Linked DNA regions of Sus scrofa: region 1 is linked to region 2. Evidence: chromatin contacts called from public promoter capture Hi-C data. All regions are on one chromosome and are shown on one strand. The core of a region is the stretch at or near the end of the contact, and the rest is flanking DNA. Distances in the headings are between cores, read along the strand shown. Region 1 holds the start of SCRN3 (secernin-3). Region 2 holds the start of MAP3K20 (mitogen-activated protein kinase kinase kinase MLT).

Region 1 (4,262 bases), core at 1,595-4,094, 1.2 Mb before region 2:
CTCTTCTGATTCAAAATTTTTCAAATTTAAATTCTTGAATTGTTAACTTCTATAGCCTCTTCCAAATAGCTAGCTAATGATTTTTTTAAATGTTTGTGATATTTTTAAGGAAAAATATTGCTAACAAAACACATATTTTACCTACCTTAAGATGTTCTTTCAGGTTGTCATGAACTGCTGCAGGAAAATAAACTACTTCTTGTACTTCATCACAAGGTCTATCAGAATTTTTTCCAAAAATAATCCTATTATCAACTGTTGTTGGAGGTAATGCCACAAAAGTGTCACAGGAACGAGGTTCCATTTTTTTTAAACTAAAAAATATGGAAGATTCAAAATAAAAAGGGGAAAACATTTTTACAATATATATAAAACAGAGTAATTTTACTTGGTGACCAGGGTCTATCACTGCCATATCTAACAAAGAATGCTCATTAAAGTTTTAAATTTCATATGCTATACTACAAAAATTAGTAAGAAAAATGAATTTTTTTTTTTTAATTTAGGGACACACCTTGCAGCAAATGGAAGTTCCCAGGCTAAGGGTTGAATCCGACCTGCAGCTGCTCGTCTACACCACAGCCACACCAACACAGGATCTGAGTCACGTCTTCAACCTATACTGCAATTCACAGCAATGCAGGATCCTTTAACCTACTGAGCAAGGCCAGGGATCAAACCCGCATCCTCATGGATGCTAGTTGGGCTCCTAACTCACTGAGCTATAATGAGAACTCCCAAGAAAATGACTTGGGAATGAACCCAGTACAATAATTAATAAGAAAATAAGAATGCCAAGTACTTTCTTCTAGTCTATAGGTCACATTTACCCTCTAAGCTCTTTCTCTCCTGAAGTCTTCCCTGAATCTCACTATTTCTATAATTGGGAACCCTTGTACCTACCTCTGCTGTTATAAAGACCATATCTGTGCATTTATATGAGTCTTCTTACTGGAGTAAGATCCTTGAGGAGTTCCCCTCATGGCTCAGTGGTTAACAAACCCAACTAGTATCCATGGGGAGATGGGTTTGATCCCTGGCCTTGCTCAGTGGGTTAAGGATCCAGCACTGCCATGAGCTATGGTGTAAGTCACAGATCCCGAGTTGCTCTGGCTGTGGTGCAACTACCTAGCCTGGGAACTTCAAAAGACAAAAGATCTTTGAGTGCTGAGAATATGTCTTACTAATCTTTTGTATTCTCATCCATGGAACTATGAAAAAGTCCCAGTATTATATACCTAGTATTTCCTCAAAGGAAGGAAGATAGGGTCTCTTTTGAACTGGAGAATACACACAGATTACAATACCGATAAGGCTGAAATTTTGAAACAGACTCACTGAATCAGACAGACAGAAAAACAAGTCAATAAAATTCCAAATCGTTATTTCCAGGAAGATGTTCACATTCATAAATTATAAACCCTGATTGATAATTTAATATCAGGATAGTGTCATCATTTGGAATATCTTCAATCTTCAAATTTAGTAGAAATTGTTTGCTTCTAGAATGGCACATTGTTTGAGTTTCCTTCATTCCTTTGTTTTTACAATATCCAAACCTTAAAATGACTTTACACTAACAGACACTAGCAATTTAAAAACAAAAATTACGTGAAATAAATGTTTCATTCAGAAGAAAACAAAATGACTCAAATAAGAAACAATTTCACCCTGAAATTCATAAGAGTGATGGAAAAAGAGAGGTCACCACTGCTTCTGTTCTTTTCTGTAAATTTCAACCTTTATGTCCTAGATCTGCACCTTTTTGTGTTCCAATGTTAGTTCCACCATACCTAACTTTGGCAGGCTATTTAATTTCTATCTAAGCCTCCTGTCTCATAGGTAAATAGCTCAGGGGGCTGTTATGAGAATTTAATAAGACAATATCTAAAACATTTTGCACAACGCATAGAACATATTAGATGGTAAATGAAAGCTGTTACTATTATTTGTCGGAAGAGTAAATATCTCACAAAAAGCTTTTTTTTTTTTTTTGCTTATTCTTGACATTACCTACCCCCATCCCAGGAGAGGCCTTAGTTGGCGGATCCCCTACAGCAGTAGCAGCTAGGTCCACTCAAAACCCTAGTCTCAAGGGCCACCAAGCTGCACTAGGTGATCTGAGCTAAGAGGGGTCGTGAGGAAACCTAAGGAAACATGCAACCTAGTTAGGAAAACACCTACCCCATTTAAGAGGGAATGCCCTGAGAGCCTTTACTAACTCCTAGGGCGTATTCATCACTTTTTCCCCCATTTTTTTTTTTCTCCTTTTTTAGCCACCCCGCAGCATATAGAATTTCCCGGCGAAGATCAAATCCGAGCCACAGCTGCAACGCTGCAGCACTGGATCCTTAACCCACTGTGCCGGTTGAGGCGCTCCAAAGATGCTGCCGATCCCATTGCGCCACCGCGGGAATCCCATCAGTTAACAACTTTCTGCCTCAGGCGCCGCACAACTAGTAACCAAATAGAGTTCTCGCCTTGTGGAGTTGGTATTCTATTTTATATGCTTTTTAGTTCACCAAGCGCCTTCAGAAACATCACATCGCTTGATCCTCACAAACGTACTACGGTTAGAGCAATAATTACTACTTTAGTAACACAGATGAGAAAAATTGGTGCAGAAAAGTTTTGCGTAACTCGAGTCAGTTCACAAAGATCTCTGACTTCAAGCGCCTCCAGCAGAAGAGCCGCCACCCAGCGCCCACTCCGCCGCCCAGCCCGAGGCGCTCAAATTGCAAGCCGCGCAGCTGCGGCCAGGCCCCTCCCCGGAGCCTCTCCAAGAAGCCCCTCAGTCTGTCCTGCAGTTCCCAACTTCCTACTTCCTAGTGTTGACTATGCTAGCCCCTCCCCCGTGGACGCCCCTCACCAGTCTCGGAGCTACCCAACGTGAAAGGAAGGAGAGGCGACGAGAGGCAGGCCGACGAGCCAGCTGCCGGAAGCTGCCCCCTTTGACCCCGGAAGTTCACGCTGCTACGGGAAGCGCAGTTCCGGCTAGGCGCAGAGTTTGTTTACATTGCTCAAAGATCTAGCTGCTGCCTTTCCCAGCTCAGGCTCCAAAATGGGGAAATCCTTCGCCAATTTCATGTGCAAGAAGGACTTTCATCCTGCCTCCAAATCCAACATCAAAAAAGTGAGTACGGGGAACAGGCCTTTGGCGCCTTCGTTCCCAGGAGCTTCTGGAGGTGAGAGTGGAAGTATCTGTGGGATCCCTCTTCTCCTTGTCTAAAGTCTTGGCATTTCTCATCCCTTCTCCGCTGAGAAACTCACTGACAAAGCTGCCCTCAACATTTATTCTTCATCAGCCAAGAGACTAGTGGCTCTGTCAGGTCTTTCGCTTCTGTCAGTTAGAATGTAAATCCTTAAGATACGAAGACTGATGTTAGGATTCCCCATCAATTCCCTCAGCAGACTCTGATTTTTTTTTCTTTTCGGATCCCAGAGATCACGGTTTCTGAGCTTTGCTATCCTGTACTTTATTTAAGATAGATTTTTATCCTCTTTATCTCATCCAATAATGCAGTGTCTGTCTGATGACCTCATTGAACTTTGGTTTTTTAAATAACCACTTGCAGGTCTACTAAGTCCAGTACAAAAAAGTGCTGAATATTATGGCAGGGGAAAGCAGAATTGTGAAGTAGAAAGAGTGAACATTGAAACTAGCCCTAGATTCTGTTATTCCAGTACAGTTGCTTTTAGCCCCAAGACCTTGCGCAAAATATTTAACATCCTGATTCTTCATCTCCTAATCTATAAATTAAGAATGATCAATACCAAGTTCCCTTGTGGCTCAGCAGGTTAAGGATTCAGCGTTGTCACTGCTGTGACACAGATTCAGTCCCTGGCTCAGGAACTTCTGCCTGCCTCTGGTGTAGTCAAAATGGAAACAAAGAAGAAGAATCAGTATCAGTTGCCATGACTTTAGAAATTATGATGAGGACTAAATAAGATGGTGTAGGCAAAGGCTTTGAAACAAGTACCACTCTGCCCATCACCTAGAGGGAGTACTCAGTAAAATGTTAATTGCTGCTGCACACGTCCTTATTCTTAGCCTGCTCATAAAATATAGGTGGTAGCTAGAGTTTCATCCTTGGCCCATGTCTTGCTTACTCCATATGCTTTCCCAAGCAATCACAGCCAATTTCATGAATAAACCTTTTCTTTATTCCTGCCTTTCAAGGCTGCAGTGCAACATCTTTCCCCCTAGCTGGAGGCACCTGAAGACAACTATATACTAGACAGTTTTATCTTGATATTCTACT
Region 2 (4,433 bases), core at 869-3,368:
CATCACTTCGATTTCTCCAGTGTTTTCTGTGATGACTAGATTATTCACTACACGCCCCTCTTAACTCCTGTTTATAATTCTGTCACCTTATCAAAGTCAGTTTCACTGCTCCTTCCAGATAGGCACTCAGCCAATATATTGCCAATAACACTCACTCTTGTGCTAACTTAAAATACACAGTGCAGCCTGCCAAGTTTCCTTATTTGGCAAGAAGGTCCCTTAGTTCCCAAGATCTTTGACCATCCATTTTTAGATCCAAATCCTTAGTGCTTAATATTTGGATCTCTCTCTCTCTTTTTTTAATTTGTTCTTATGTGTTCCCCCCCCCAAAAAAAAGAAAAAAAAAAAAAAAAGAAAGAAAGAAAAAGAGATCAATCATCTACTTGGTTTCCTAGACAGGAAAAAATAATTCTTGCAATTATGGTCATTTACTTTGTAATTACTGTCACATAAACTTTTGATATAAACAGTACTTTTCAGTTAAAAAAATTCCCAAAATAATCTCCAAAAAGTTATAATAAAAACTCGATTGTGAAAGATTAAAATAAACAGTGCATATTGCTCTAAAAGACCATATTTCTTTATCTTCACTCTCTTTCCAAACTAAATTCACATTCATTTACAATCTCCCAAATCTCTCACTATTGCAGCAGGAACGTAAAACAAAGGCTCCACAAATGACTAAAACTATAATTAAAACGCAGCCATCCCATATTTTTTGAAAAACAAAAAACGACATGAAATTTCATTGTGGAGATGGGCCTATCACAAAGAAGACATTAACGTCTTGAATCACTTGTTTACTTTCTGTCTAAATGTCTGTAGGTTTGGTCCCACTGAATTCTGGCTGTTCAACTGACATCAGGAAAGCATAAAACGGCTTTAGGGTTAAAATATGAATATACTTTAACAACCACCTTAGCTCAAAAATCATCGAATTAGTTCTGTAAGTTGATTCTAATACACTACCATTCATGAGAAGCTGCGTATTGTAATATCATTGGAATAGACCACTAAATGGTGCTGCTTTCATTATTAAAGAAACCAACAAAAATAGTAATTAAGTTTCCCCATAAACAGTGCTTATGCAAGACCCGGAGGCGCATCAGAAACATACATTTTCAGCAATCTAACAACGACTGCCCCATTTTGTAGGCAATTCGATGCCTTCCGACCAGTTTTGGATTAAAGTTTTCCTGCAAGCTGTCAGGAGCCGGCGAGGCGTGGCGGCCGCCTCAGCCTGCACCTCCGGGCCTGGTGCATGTCTCCAAGCCCAGGAACCGGGGAACGCCATCGGGTCGGCAAATGAGCCGCCCCCGCGCCCGCCGAAGGAACACGGGACACTTGAGGTGAGGGAGGGCACGAGGACCACGGTGCCCCGAGCAGAGCCGGCGCGGCCGCTCTCGGAGGGACGCGGGCTCCCGGCCGACCCACAGGAAAACTGAAGTTAGTGGGCTCGCCTCGCACGCAAGAACCTCTGCTGGGAAGCGGCCTGCGCCCTGCTCTGATTTGGGAGACGCTCGCCTCACCTCCGGAGAGACGCTCGGGTCACCCCCAGCGAGACTAGCGTCCCGGCGTCCGAAGGGCGCCCCACGCCCGCGCCGCGCTCCGGGGGCCGAGACCGCCCCGGACGCTCCCGCTGCGCCTTGCTCTTCCGGGCGTCAACTTCTGCGTGGGACCCGCGCAAAGTTCCCGATCTGCTCCCAGCCGCGCAACGCCGCGAGAGCAGGGGACGCCGGCTCCAGGTCGGGCAGGGGTGTCCGGTGGGGGCCCCGATCCCGACAAGGCCTGGGCCCGCGACGCCGGGACGATTCGCGATCGCGGCGGGCCTGCCCCGCACCCGCTCCCCCACAGCCTCCGGCCTGGTCCCCTACCTGGCTCCCGGGCCGGACGCGAGCAGCAGCCGGGGGCGCCGAGGCCCCGCACACGGCCAGGGCACGGGCGGCGACCGGGGTCGAGAGGACGGCGGCCGGCGCGGCTTCCACGCTTCCGCCCGAGTCAGGAGTTGAACATTCCGCCTCTCCGCCCGGCGCCAATGAGGGAGACAGTCACGGCAACAGCACCACCTACCTCCCAGCGAGGAAAGGCCGGGCCTTCCTGCCGGTGCCCCGCACACCCACCGGCCGGGCCGCAGAGCAGAGGCGCCCGAAAGCCAGCCGGGCGGGGGCGGGCGCTTGGGCTCCCCGGCTGCATCCTGAGGACACCTTGCTGCCGCCCTCAGATGGCACCCCTATCGTGGGGAAGCGGGGAGAGGGCTGTGCCTCTGCACCCCTTTATGTCTTCACATCTTTTTAACGACATAACACTCATATGTCTTCCCTCCACTCATCCTTAGCAACAAACATTTACCGTGAAAAGGGCGCTGGGATGCAAAAAGGTGGGAGGCTGCTTCGTGCCCAACGGAAGTTAATTATCTACTTGGGAAGGGGACCGACGTACAGATATTTCGGAGGAGATAGGGCTGAAGGCCGCCTTAGTAGAACCATCAAGATACCACGGAATTTTGAGAAGGGGTCATGGTCTGCTGCCCTGGTTGGTGACTTTAGCAAAGCCAAGTTCAGATGAGGAGACTAGACTCCATTCCAGGTATGAGCAAAAGTGGAAATCAGTACGAGGGCGGAGAAGTCATGGTCGAGTAGAGGATTTCTGGTTCTGTGGAGGAAACAGAAGAAGAGTTTGCAAAGGTATGGCCAGCGTGATCCAGGGCTTTGAGCTTGAATGTTACCATCTATGGACATTGGAGAACTGTGCAAAGTTGGGATCAAAGGGGTAAAATAGGCTTTTGTGATTTTTGTTTTAATGGTGATTTCCAGAGGCAGAATTCAGTCCAAGATGGCTGTAGGATGGGTTGCTAAGACAAAACTAGGAAGCATCATATTGTCACTACTTGGTCGTGGGATTGTGAGGGCTTGAATTGGCGTGCACAAAATAGAATTAGGAAAGAGGAAAGGGACTTGAGAGACATGCTTCAGGAAGAGGCCACGGAAATTGGTGAGCCACTAGATGTGGAAGAGAAGAAGAAAGTCAGAGATGATGCCAAGATTTTCAGACCTGAGTGACTGGAAGAATGATGGTGTCACTGACAGAAATAGAGATCGGTGGAGTAGGAACTGGCTTCCTGTTGAGTTTGAGGTCATGGGAGGAAAAACCGATAGAGATGCAGCAGTTGAAATAGGAAACTGATTCTGAAAAGAGCTCAGGAGGGAAATATAAAATTTGTAAATCGTTCATCTAGTTGAAGATATGGAAGTGGGGAGATGAGTGAATAGAGGTTTAAAAAAAAACATTTTCTAGTCTGTGATTCAGATTAATATTTGAATTTTCCCTTTGATAAGGACTAGGAATTTAGCATTCTTTTTGGGGAACTGATAAATTAGGATTGACAAAAATTGTCATGCTAAAAAAATTTCCTGATGCAGGTAATCAGAGAATTCCCCAAATCATCTAACCATTAAGAGGAAAACTAAGCTCTTTAGCTCTTTAGCACCCAGGTATATGGTGACGCCTGTCATTTTACCTCACCTTCAAAGGCACTGGATGGTGATGAGAAGGACACAAGAATGGGAAGAGAGAGCCTGGCTTTTGGTTTTAGGCCTGCCACTTATCAGCTGGGGTACTTTGCTAGACAAGCCCTGTCTCCTCCTCTGCAAAATAAGAAGACCCAATTAAATGTTAGCTAAAGGTTCTGGCTTTAAAACTATGAATAATACTGCTTTAAATGTGGACCACATGCCTTAATATTTTTAGCTACGCTCCCCTTCCTTTCCATCCATTTTTTTCTTCATTCTATTTTTCCCTCATATAATTAGGCTGAGAATAACCAGCAGGAACAGTGAACATTAAAGAGCAGTCTTGGAAATATGCTTAAATGATAATCCCATAGGCATGCTCGTGTCTTCCCAATTAGGTTGCAAGCTCGTTGAGGTCAATCTTATATTCTGTCATATCTGAACATAGTGGAAATAAATACGTAATAATTGTGTGATAAACCGATTTCCTCGTTTGATTTTTTTTTGGTTAATCTGCCTATTTCCTCCTGATTCAACTGATCTCTTTAGGCCCCAGACCTAATAAATACGTTCTAGTGTTTATACCCATGGTTGACTCCACTTTTCCAGACTTTCCAGTCTTTTGGAAAGCCTCTTGGTTAATTCTCATCAGGCAGAGTATAGGTTTACAAATGTAAATAGCAATAACAGAAGAGACCTAGTCAAACCTCTCTTATTAAGCTTTGCTATTCCTTTACTTCAAATATCTGCATGCTAAAAATAGATGTACTCCCAGCAGTGGGGTGACTTGGGAGTCCTTAGAACCCTCATATCTAAGAATACCCTCCAAAATAAACATGCAATGTCAGTAAAAACTGTGTATTACCTATGCAAATATAACTTAAAGAAAAAAGCCTCCAAGCCTCTCATTCAGTCAAATTTTTG

The links. Promoter capture Hi-C pulls out the DNA fragments that hold promoters and counts their contacts.
Region 1: a promoter capture Hi-C map of fetal skeletal muscle shows a contact between it and region 2, with 17 times the contacts expected there. The contact joins the promoter of SCRN3 here to the promoter of MAP3K20 in region 2. A contact is called at or near these places in 1 of 5 promoter capture datasets (fetal skeletal muscle) and 1 of 2 datasets of contacts at active chromatin or transcription factors (skeletal muscle).

What each region holds. Positions count from the first base shown.
Region 1 is chr15:80,374,435-80,378,696 of Sscrofa11.1, reverse strand. It overlaps SCRN3 (secernin-3), which reads right to left and starts at 2,844. Exons shown (of 8, transcript XM_021074976.1): 1 at 2,185-2,844; 2 at 146-314. The coding sequence starts at 2,189. CIR1 (corepressor interacting with RBPJ, 1) reads left to right here and starts at 2,989. Exons shown (of 10, transcript NM_001243831.1): 1 at 2,989-3,133. The coding sequence starts at 3,062.
Region 2 is chr15:79,172,198-79,176,630 of Sscrofa11.1, reverse strand. MAP3K20 (mitogen-activated protein kinase kinase kinase MLT) reads right to left here and starts at 2,118. Exons shown (of 20, transcript XM_013990583.2): 1 at 1,875-2,118.